Regions from separate parts of the Mus musculus genome. Here all the other regions are linked to region 2. Evidence: chromatin contacts called from public HiChIP or PLAC-seq and promoter capture Hi-C data. All regions are on one chromosome and are shown on one strand. The core of a region is the stretch at or near the end of the contact, and the rest is flanking DNA. Distances in the headings are between cores, read along the strand shown. Region 1 holds the start of 2610300M13Rik (a long non-coding RNA gene). Region 2 holds the start of Qrfprl (pyroglutamylated RFamide peptide receptor like). Region 3 holds the start of Mad2l1 (MAD2 mitotic arrest deficient-like 1).

The links. Promoter capture Hi-C pulls out the DNA fragments that hold promoters and counts their contacts. HiChIP or PLAC-seq counts read pairs in DNA pulled down with a chosen protein or histone mark.
Region 1: a contact with region 2 is called in a promoter capture Hi-C map of hippocampal neurons, with 5 times the contacts expected there. The contact joins the promoter of 2610300M13Rik here to the promoter of Qrfprl in region 2. A contact is called at or near these places in 7 of 39 promoter capture datasets (the 3T3-L1 cell line, the C10 cell line, cranial neural crest and 4 more).
Region 3: a contact with region 2 is called in an H3K27ac HiChIP or PLAC-seq map of embryonic stem cells, with 7 times the contacts expected there. The contact joins the promoter of Mad2l1 here to the promoter of Qrfprl in region 2. A contact is called at or near these places in 7 of 39 promoter capture datasets (the 3T3-L1 cell line, the SN4741 cell line, cranial neural crest and 4 more) and 8 of 115 datasets of contacts at active chromatin or transcription factors (astrocytes, bone marrow-derived macrophages, embryonic stem cells and 2 more).

What each region holds. Positions count from the first base shown.
Region 1 is chr6:66,465,120-66,467,819 of GRCm38.p6, forward strand. 2610300M13Rik (a long non-coding RNA gene) reads right to left here and starts at 1,364. Exons shown (of 3, transcript XR_869151.1): 1 at 1,285-1,364; 2 at 392-646.
Region 2 is chr6:65,379,899-65,382,608 of GRCm38.p6, forward strand. It overlaps Qrfprl (pyroglutamylated RFamide peptide receptor like), which reads left to right and starts at 1,396. Exons shown (of 6, transcript NM_175524.4): 1 at 1,396-1,732. The coding sequence starts at 1,396.
Region 3 is chr6:66,533,930-66,536,629 of GRCm38.p6, forward strand. It overlaps Mad2l1 (MAD2 mitotic arrest deficient-like 1), which reads left to right and starts at 1,292. Exons shown (of 6, transcript NM_001355624.1): 1 at 1,292-1,670; 2 at 2,029-2,175. The coding sequence starts at 1,598.

The DNA.
Region 1 (2,700 bases), core at 114-2,613, 1.1 Mb after region 2:
TAATCTTACAATAATCTTCCCTGTATCTGTTGCTGTAATTTAAGGGGGAGGGGGCAAAGTCGAACTTTCCGTCAGAAACAATGTTTTGTAAAAGCATCCCAGCCTGCATCTGTGCGGGTTCTATGGCGTTTCAATGCTCTGTGCTGCTTCTCCCTGCTCTCCACTGCCATCTCCAAATTCCACCTTAAGGTAACTGCTGCCATGTGGCAAACTCCAGTAATAAAGTCCCATCAAACAGGCAGAGAGCAGGGAATCCTCTTTTTCTATTGGTTCCTTCCTGACTCTTAAAAGCGCTGACTCATAACCCTGTGTCCCTTCAAAACAAAGTAAAATGGAAAAAAAGAAAAAAGAAAGAAAAACTTAGTTACTCGAAAGGAGCATAAAAACTTACCTGCTTATGTGGTTGACTTCAAGAAGGCATCTAAGATCAGCAGCACGTCCTTCAAACTTATCCCCAGTTGGTTTCTCTACTGACTGCAATAGTAAAACTGAAATCCTTTGCAACACGTGTTTGCACTGGGGACGATGTGGACTCAGGAGGAGACTGTGGTTCCATTCCTCTGTCGTGGCTTTACTCAGTGAAGACACCACACAAAAGCCAAAGATGAGCCAGTGAGTCGGATTGGGTGAGGGCAAAGAGAAAGCTCTGGAATTTGGGGACATCACAACAAAGTGACTTTTGGGAAGTTACACTATTGAAGCCAAACAGTTTTAGCTCCTTGTAAAAACACAATTGTGTAATCACAGAATTAAAATCTCAGTACTTCTTTTGTCTTTATGCTCCTATATTTTTATTACTGTGTAATTATTATGTCATACATTTTCCATGAAAATTTTCTCTACATCAATATCCTCTCATAGTATTTTAAAACTTTTTAAGTAGAGATGTGGATTTCTCTAATCATTAACTTCTATCTGGTTAAAGAAAATGAGAATAGTTGTAATATGTTTATATAATATAATCATACTTTTAAAGTATACAAGGAAATACTGGTTTGTTTTACAAACACTGTATTTTAACCAGCTGGTAATAATCATTGAGCCTAGGAAAAGATAAAGAGTGATTGTAATAAAGAGTTGCAAACACTACATCCAAGATACCCAGTTTTCTATAAGAAGAGATAGAAATAAAGGGTAATTGTTTTAAATCAAGGAGTCCCAACACTAAGGAAAGAGACAGAAGAGATCTTATGTTCTAGGCTAGCCTGGGCTACATGGTGAGTCTTTGTATAAAAAATAAGAAACAGTCAAAGAAAATGAGAGACTTCCAGGGTGAACACTTACTTGTTGGTCTCAGATATCAGAAGGAATAAAACTACAGCTCTCTCCACTGAGTAGATCCTAACAATGTTCACAAAAAGAGCCAAGGCTTCTAAGGAGGGAATCTTTTCAAACAACGTGTATGTGCTTGCTTTGTTTTGTGAATTCTAGGTAGAGATCTTCTAGGCTTTCTTCCGTGTCCAAGTTGTGAACAGCTAGTGAGTACAACTAGAAAAGGAGAAAATAATGTGATTCTTTAAAATATTTTAAAGAAATAAATCTTGCAAGGAAACTGTAACTAAAAACATCCTGGAGACTTTTCTGCGGAACTATAATCTTCAAGTTTGTGTTTATTTCTCTCTTCAATCTATCTAATCTTCCACAATTGTTTAGGGTTAAGAAAGCTGAAGCAAGATATCTGATGAATATTTAATTTCCACTTGTTTGTACGTATGTGATTATTCATATAATAGTCCCATGGATTTTTATGACATCTGCTTTGTTTTAAATAGTAAAGACATTTTTTTTTTGTTTTTCCTAAAACTGAGTTTTTACTTGAGACCCTAGTGCCATCTACTGAAACAAATTAAAACTACAGCCTTCTTACCATTGTTGAATAAGCACAACTTCCAAAGTAGCTTAGCCCTTGTCCTTACAATGTTTCGTTATAAAAAAAACACTTATTGTTTTTCCGCATATATCCAGGAAAATAGTCTCAACTCTCTGTTTCAACTGAAGAATCTAAAATTCATAATTATAAGTCTTTGATGAGCATTTCCTGGTAGAAACACAGTTTCTGGGTGAACCAAACAGAATTTGCCCTGTTCTAGGAACACAAAGATGAACTGAAAGTTCTATTTCCATATATTCTAGCTTAGGAAGAGTGCATCTCAGTGGTACTGTGCTGCTTGGTACACACAAGGTACAGAGTTCCATCGCCAGTTTTGAAAAAAATAAGTTCATTAGATCGAAAAATAATCATACATTTTGCAAACATTTCTAAATGTTCATTCTGAGAATAACAACGTGAAAGTTATTTTTGAGAGGTTTTAGACAACTGGATATCTTTTTAACTGAGAAAAAGTAGGCAAAAGTTCTGATAATGTATTTAGACAGTCTTACTATTTAGTATCAGAGCTGCAGCAGCACACACGTCAACTGAAGCTCTTCTATGAGCTGTGTGTGTTTACTGTCACTTCTTGATTAGTTATAGATAGCACAGTATAGTAACAATACCTTTGAAATGCTGGCAAGTAATGGAGTGACAATATTCAAATTGTAAAATACAACATGAAAATTAACTTTATATCTCCTCACATTCTTAGTTACCTGCTTATTTTGCTGTTAGCTCAATGCATGTGTTCTCCTGGACTGTACACAATACACAGTTATTGATTATTTAATTAAATTTAGACTTTCCTGTGTTCTCCTAACCCACCA
Region 2 (2,710 bases), core at 146-2,645:
TGCTCTTTCATGGCTTGCTCAGCCTGATTTCCTATATCGTCCAGAATCACCTGTCTGGGTTGGCACTGCCTACCCAGATCCGGGCTCTCCCACATTAGTCTTTAACCAAGAAAATACTCCCCAGACTTGCCTATAGGCATTTTCTCAAATGTGGTTTCCTCTTCTCTTGTGCTAAGCTGATAAGAAACTCTGCCTTGTACTAAGATGTTTAAACAAAACAAAAACAAAACAAAACAACTAACTAGAACATCACAGACTAGACAAACTTCTTGATGCTTCCCATAATTAAAGTGCAAACTATAGCCATACAGAAACCAGTCCATGTTTCTTCATAGCAGTTTTATAGCCCAAAGCTGGAGACACCCCAACTGTTTTACAAGGAAGGAATAGTGAAATAAACTAGTATATGTCAGCAATACACCCCACAACTTGGACAGATTGACAATACACTTCACAACCTGGTTAGATTTACAAAACATCTCACAACCTGGATAGGTTTACAGCATATTGTGTCAAGGTGGAGGAGATCACATACACACAAAGTATATAGATTCTGATTCTGTTTATATTATTATACTCTTGACAGATGTGCAGAGACTGCTAGAGGTTAGAGGTCATGAACGGAGGAGCGCGGTCATGGTCATGAAAATGTCCCAGAGTGAGATCTGGGCGGTGATGGAGTTTTGTATCTTGATTTTGTTACACACACACACACACACACACTCTCTCTCTCTCTCTCTCTCTCTCTCTCTCTCTCTCTCTATCTATGTCAATTTTTAGGTTTGTACTTTGTCATACACAGTTATGACAAAACGGAGAAAGTCAGAGTATGCCTGGAACCCTCTTTTTATGACTGCAACTTCTCTTCTGTAATTATTATTTCAAAGCTGAAAAGACTTGAACTCCACTTTGCCATGGGTAGTTGTGGCCCATACATGATTTTACAAGAGGAGAACCAAGAGGCTTTCCAAACCTCAACAACAGTTTTTGTTTTAGTATCATCAACCTGGGCTGGGGCATGGCTTTGGGTGGTTCCAGCAAGGCAGGGCACTCCTTGTTAGGTGCTTTGCTGCAGGAGGCGGCTCTCCAGGGGCTGGGAAGTGCGCGGAGGGGCGGGGTTCAGCTCCACTAAGGTCCAGAAAACTGGACACTGAGCCTCGCGTGGCGCTGCGAGGTTTCTGAGGACCGCAGCGCCTGGCTGGGAACTTTCTTAGAACTGCAAACAGTTTGGCGGCTCTGACTTTGCTCTGGTCACTGCTAGACTCTCTCGCGCCGCTCGCACGGCACGGCAGGGCACGGCACGGCACGGCACGGCGGCACGGCTTCTGGCTTCTCTCCTATACCTCCCGGTCCTCGACTGCCCCACGCGCGGACGAGACGCCTCCCGAGCCCGGCATGTCGTGGAACTTGACCGCGGAGCAGCTCTCGGCGCTGCTTCGGCTGCACAACCTGACGCGCGCTCAGTTCATCGCGCACTATGGGCTGCGGCCACTGGTGCTCACCCCGCAGCTTCCCGCGCGCGCCAGGCTGGCCCTCCTGCTGGTCGGCATGCTCATCTTTGCCCTGGCGCTCTTCGGCAACGCCCTGGTAGTCTATGTGGTGACCCGCAGCAAGGCCATGCGCACCGTCACCAACATCTTCATCTGCTCCCTGGCACTCAGCGACCTGCTCATCGTCTTCTTCTGCATCCCGGTCACCATGCTCCAGAACGTCTCGGACACCTGGCTGGGGGGTAAGGAGGTCCCCGCTAGGCATTTTCCTTTCTGGTCGCCTTTTGTTTTCTCCATCAAGAGAACCCCTGAATTTTTGGAACTTCTCAGCAGGGCTTACTTGCTGAGGGGGCGTTTGTTTCTTTGTTTTATTTTCTGCTTGGGGCCAGCATCCCTCCTTGTCCCATAGATATATTGATTGTGGTAAGATTTAAGTACAGTCCACAGCAGCATGATTCTTCATTCATTTCAGCCCCTCACCGTAATTACATGCTGTTCCCCCACACGCTGTTTAAAATAAACCATTGCAATTTTAGAATAATCTTTCAAATAATAAAACATTTCAAAGGTCATTTTTTTTTCTCTTCTTTCCCCCAACTTCCAGGTTTCCTTCCCAGTTATATATGTGGCTTCCAGACAAGGTTTTGCATGTATTAACTAATAACACACAGACTTAAAACCTTTCACAACAAGTAGACACTGAGCAAAAATGTGTTGGTTTAGTAATATTAAGTAAACATGTCCCCTCTTCATTTCTAAAGGACAGGTGAAATTGCTCTTCATTAGAACAAGGGGTAGGACTGGCAAAGAAATCAGAGACTGGAGGCAATGAGAGAGGCAGTGGGTGGAACAGAAGAAAGGTGGACGCTGGGTTCCAGGGGCCTCGAGATCACTGATAATGATCTCCCACTGCTTCCAGGGCAACTTAGGCAGGAAATAGCAATTCTACCCCTGCTTTCTAGAGTGCTGTATCCTGTGGGTACATTGAAATTCTTAGAAAGTGGTTGTAAATGCATGAGAAATGGATCATTATGCCTTCTTACCCTGCCATTTCTGTCCCTAAGGCTAATTTATTTAAACTACTGGAGGCTCTTTCATCACTCCTTACCTCCTACCACTAGGGGATTACCAGCGAATACCTTCAGTGTTGCGGTTTTTCATGAACTTGAGTTGCATTAATTGTTGGGGATAAGGATAGTAAATTGCTGTCATTTCATCTG
Region 3 (2,700 bases), core at 42-2,541, 1.2 Mb after region 2:
AAATTGTGAGTCAAAGTAAATATGAGAAACTGAGAATTTTTCAAGTATTTTATAGTATTGCTTTTAATAAATGGGGAGAGAGGTAATGTTAAACCACGCAGTCAAAAGGAAATAGGAAAGAAATCAACCATCAAAGATTCCAGATCTTTTAATGTTTCTGAAATAAATTAGATTAAGTCCAACCACCGTTTGGTAAGAAAGAGCTAGTACCTCACTTTTATCTATACCACCATTTCTTTCCTCCTCATATGTCACAGTTTCTTTCTCTGATGTATTGTTTATACAACTTCCCTGGCATCTGTTTAGTTCAGGCTCTAAACCTTCTTCTTTCTTCTCCTTGTTCTTTCTTCTTCTTCTTCAAAGATTTATTTATTATTATTATTATTATTATTATTATTATTATTATTATATATAAGTACACTGTAGCTGTCTTCAGACACACCAGAAGAGGGCGTCAGATCTCATTACAGATGGTTGTGAGCCACCATGTGATTGCTGGAATTTGAACTCAGGACCTTCGGAACAGCAGTCACTCTTACCCACTGAGCCATCTTCTTAAACCTGCATATGATAGTATCTCTAATAGTCAACTGGTTTCAAAATGCAGTCTGAGTACCAGAGTTAGAACCATTTAGCATAGTTGGAAGATGTGCCATCTCCTGGACACAATACTACTGTACAATATTAAAACTGTAGCATGAATCCCATATGTAATCGTACATGCTCTGGTATAGGCCTTAAACGATCAAAAAGAAAGTACATATGACTAAAAACTTAAAAGCAAGCTAATTGCAAAAAAAAAAAAAAAAAAAAAAAAAAAAAGGAAATCAAGTGTCTCTATCATTTAAATCCTTTGTGGACTTATAAAATCTATGTAGTATAGAAAAATAAAGACATTACTAAATGATTATTAGTGTGTGTGTGTGTACACAATTTGCAGGGGTTCGCTTCTCTACTTGGTGACAAGCATCATTAAGCTTCTGTCCCACCTAGTTCCCTTCATCATATTTAACAAAACCAAAAACCAGGTTCTCCCAGACTTGAAACTATCCTCGAAGCTGAGACCATGCTTCAGGGATGCTCAGACCACGGGTTTGACAGGCAGGTAATCTCAGGACCATCTCTGGGCCGCTTCTAGGTCACCTCATCCGAGGTCCTGCACAGTACGGACCTTGTAGGTCACCAGGACCTGGAACAAGACGCCCCAACCACTCTGCGCTTGCTCATTCGGTCAGCCAGCGAGGGCGGAGCCAGGGCCGGATACAAGTCGCTTTGGGCGGGGCTTTAACCCGTGGTGCAACTGGGCATAGGGCGGAAGAGCCGATGTGGAGCGGAATGTTGAAGAGACCCGGCTCTCTAATGTGGGAGGGGCTTAGGGAACAAAACGGAAGCCTGAGGCGGCCTTAGGGAGGGATTCGGAGTTACAAAGCCAGCCGGAAACTGGCGACGTAGGTGGGGCTTAGGGCTCATTACGCCTGCGCACCGAGCAACCGGCGGGCTGCGTAGTTATTTTTGAACCGGGTGGCGGGGAATAGCTTAGAAGCCATTAGGGCGCCGTCTGCGGTGAGGTTGGTAGTGTTCTCCGTTCGATCTAGTGATGGCACAGCAGCTCGCCCGAGAGCAAGGCATCACCCTGCGTGGGAGCGCAGAAATCGTGGCCGAGTTTTTCTGTGAGTGCTGAGCGCAGCCCCCGCCGCCAGAGAGAGCTGAGGCTGAGCCGGGCCTTAGGACGCGCGCTAGGACGGAACCACGGATCCTCCCGGGGGCGGGGAACGCTGCACCACCCAGCGCAGGCCTGGGCCTCCTGGAACCTAACGGGGCTGACCTGGGTCATCATCTTACTCGCTCTCTGAAAGCTGGGGTCTGTGTTGACATCCTCTGACCACATGCTCTGTATTTACACTTAGCAAACCTGCGAAGTTGGACATTGCTGGGTTAAAGGTTTTCCGTGTCTTTTTGTGCCTACTCTGCTTTCTGGGAGACTTAAACGTTATTACACGGTTACGGCTTTATTTCTTTCGTTTTCAGCATTTGGCATCAACAGCATTTTGTATCAGCGTGGCATTTATCCGTCGGAAACCTTTACTAGAGTGCAGAAATATGGACTCACCTTGCTTACAACTACTGACCCCGAGCTCATAAAGTATCTCAATAATGTGGTGGAACAGCTAAAAGGTAATCACGTTTTCAGTGTGTGATCTTACAGGTTTGTGTCCCAAGTAACTTAAAGCAACATGCCTTCTCAAATGTCATTCTCAACTGGGAGGAAGCAAGCAATGGAGGGAATCCCCACCTCTTTTTAAGTAGGCTGAATGTCTTGATGTTAGGAATCTTTAAGCTGCTTTAAGAGTGGGTTTTGTAGGTTAACCAGTTGCAGCAAATTGGAAATTTTACCCGATTAAAAGGATTTCGCCATTCTGTGTTTTGCTTTGTAGCTCCCAATGAAATCATACAAAATACCAATTCTAAAAGCATTGCAACTGCCTTTTTTTCTCTTTGAGTTTTATTGTACGTGAAAGGGTGTTGTAGTTTGTTTTAATTGTAAATTCATTAACAGTGTTTATTGCTTTTTTTGTTAACTTCAGTATTAAAATGGCCTTTTGGTGGCCACCTGAACATGGTTAGCTTGGCATCTGTCTTTAAGGCCGTTTTGTTTTGCTTTGCTTTTGAGACAGGTCTCTTTATGTAGCTCTGGCTGTC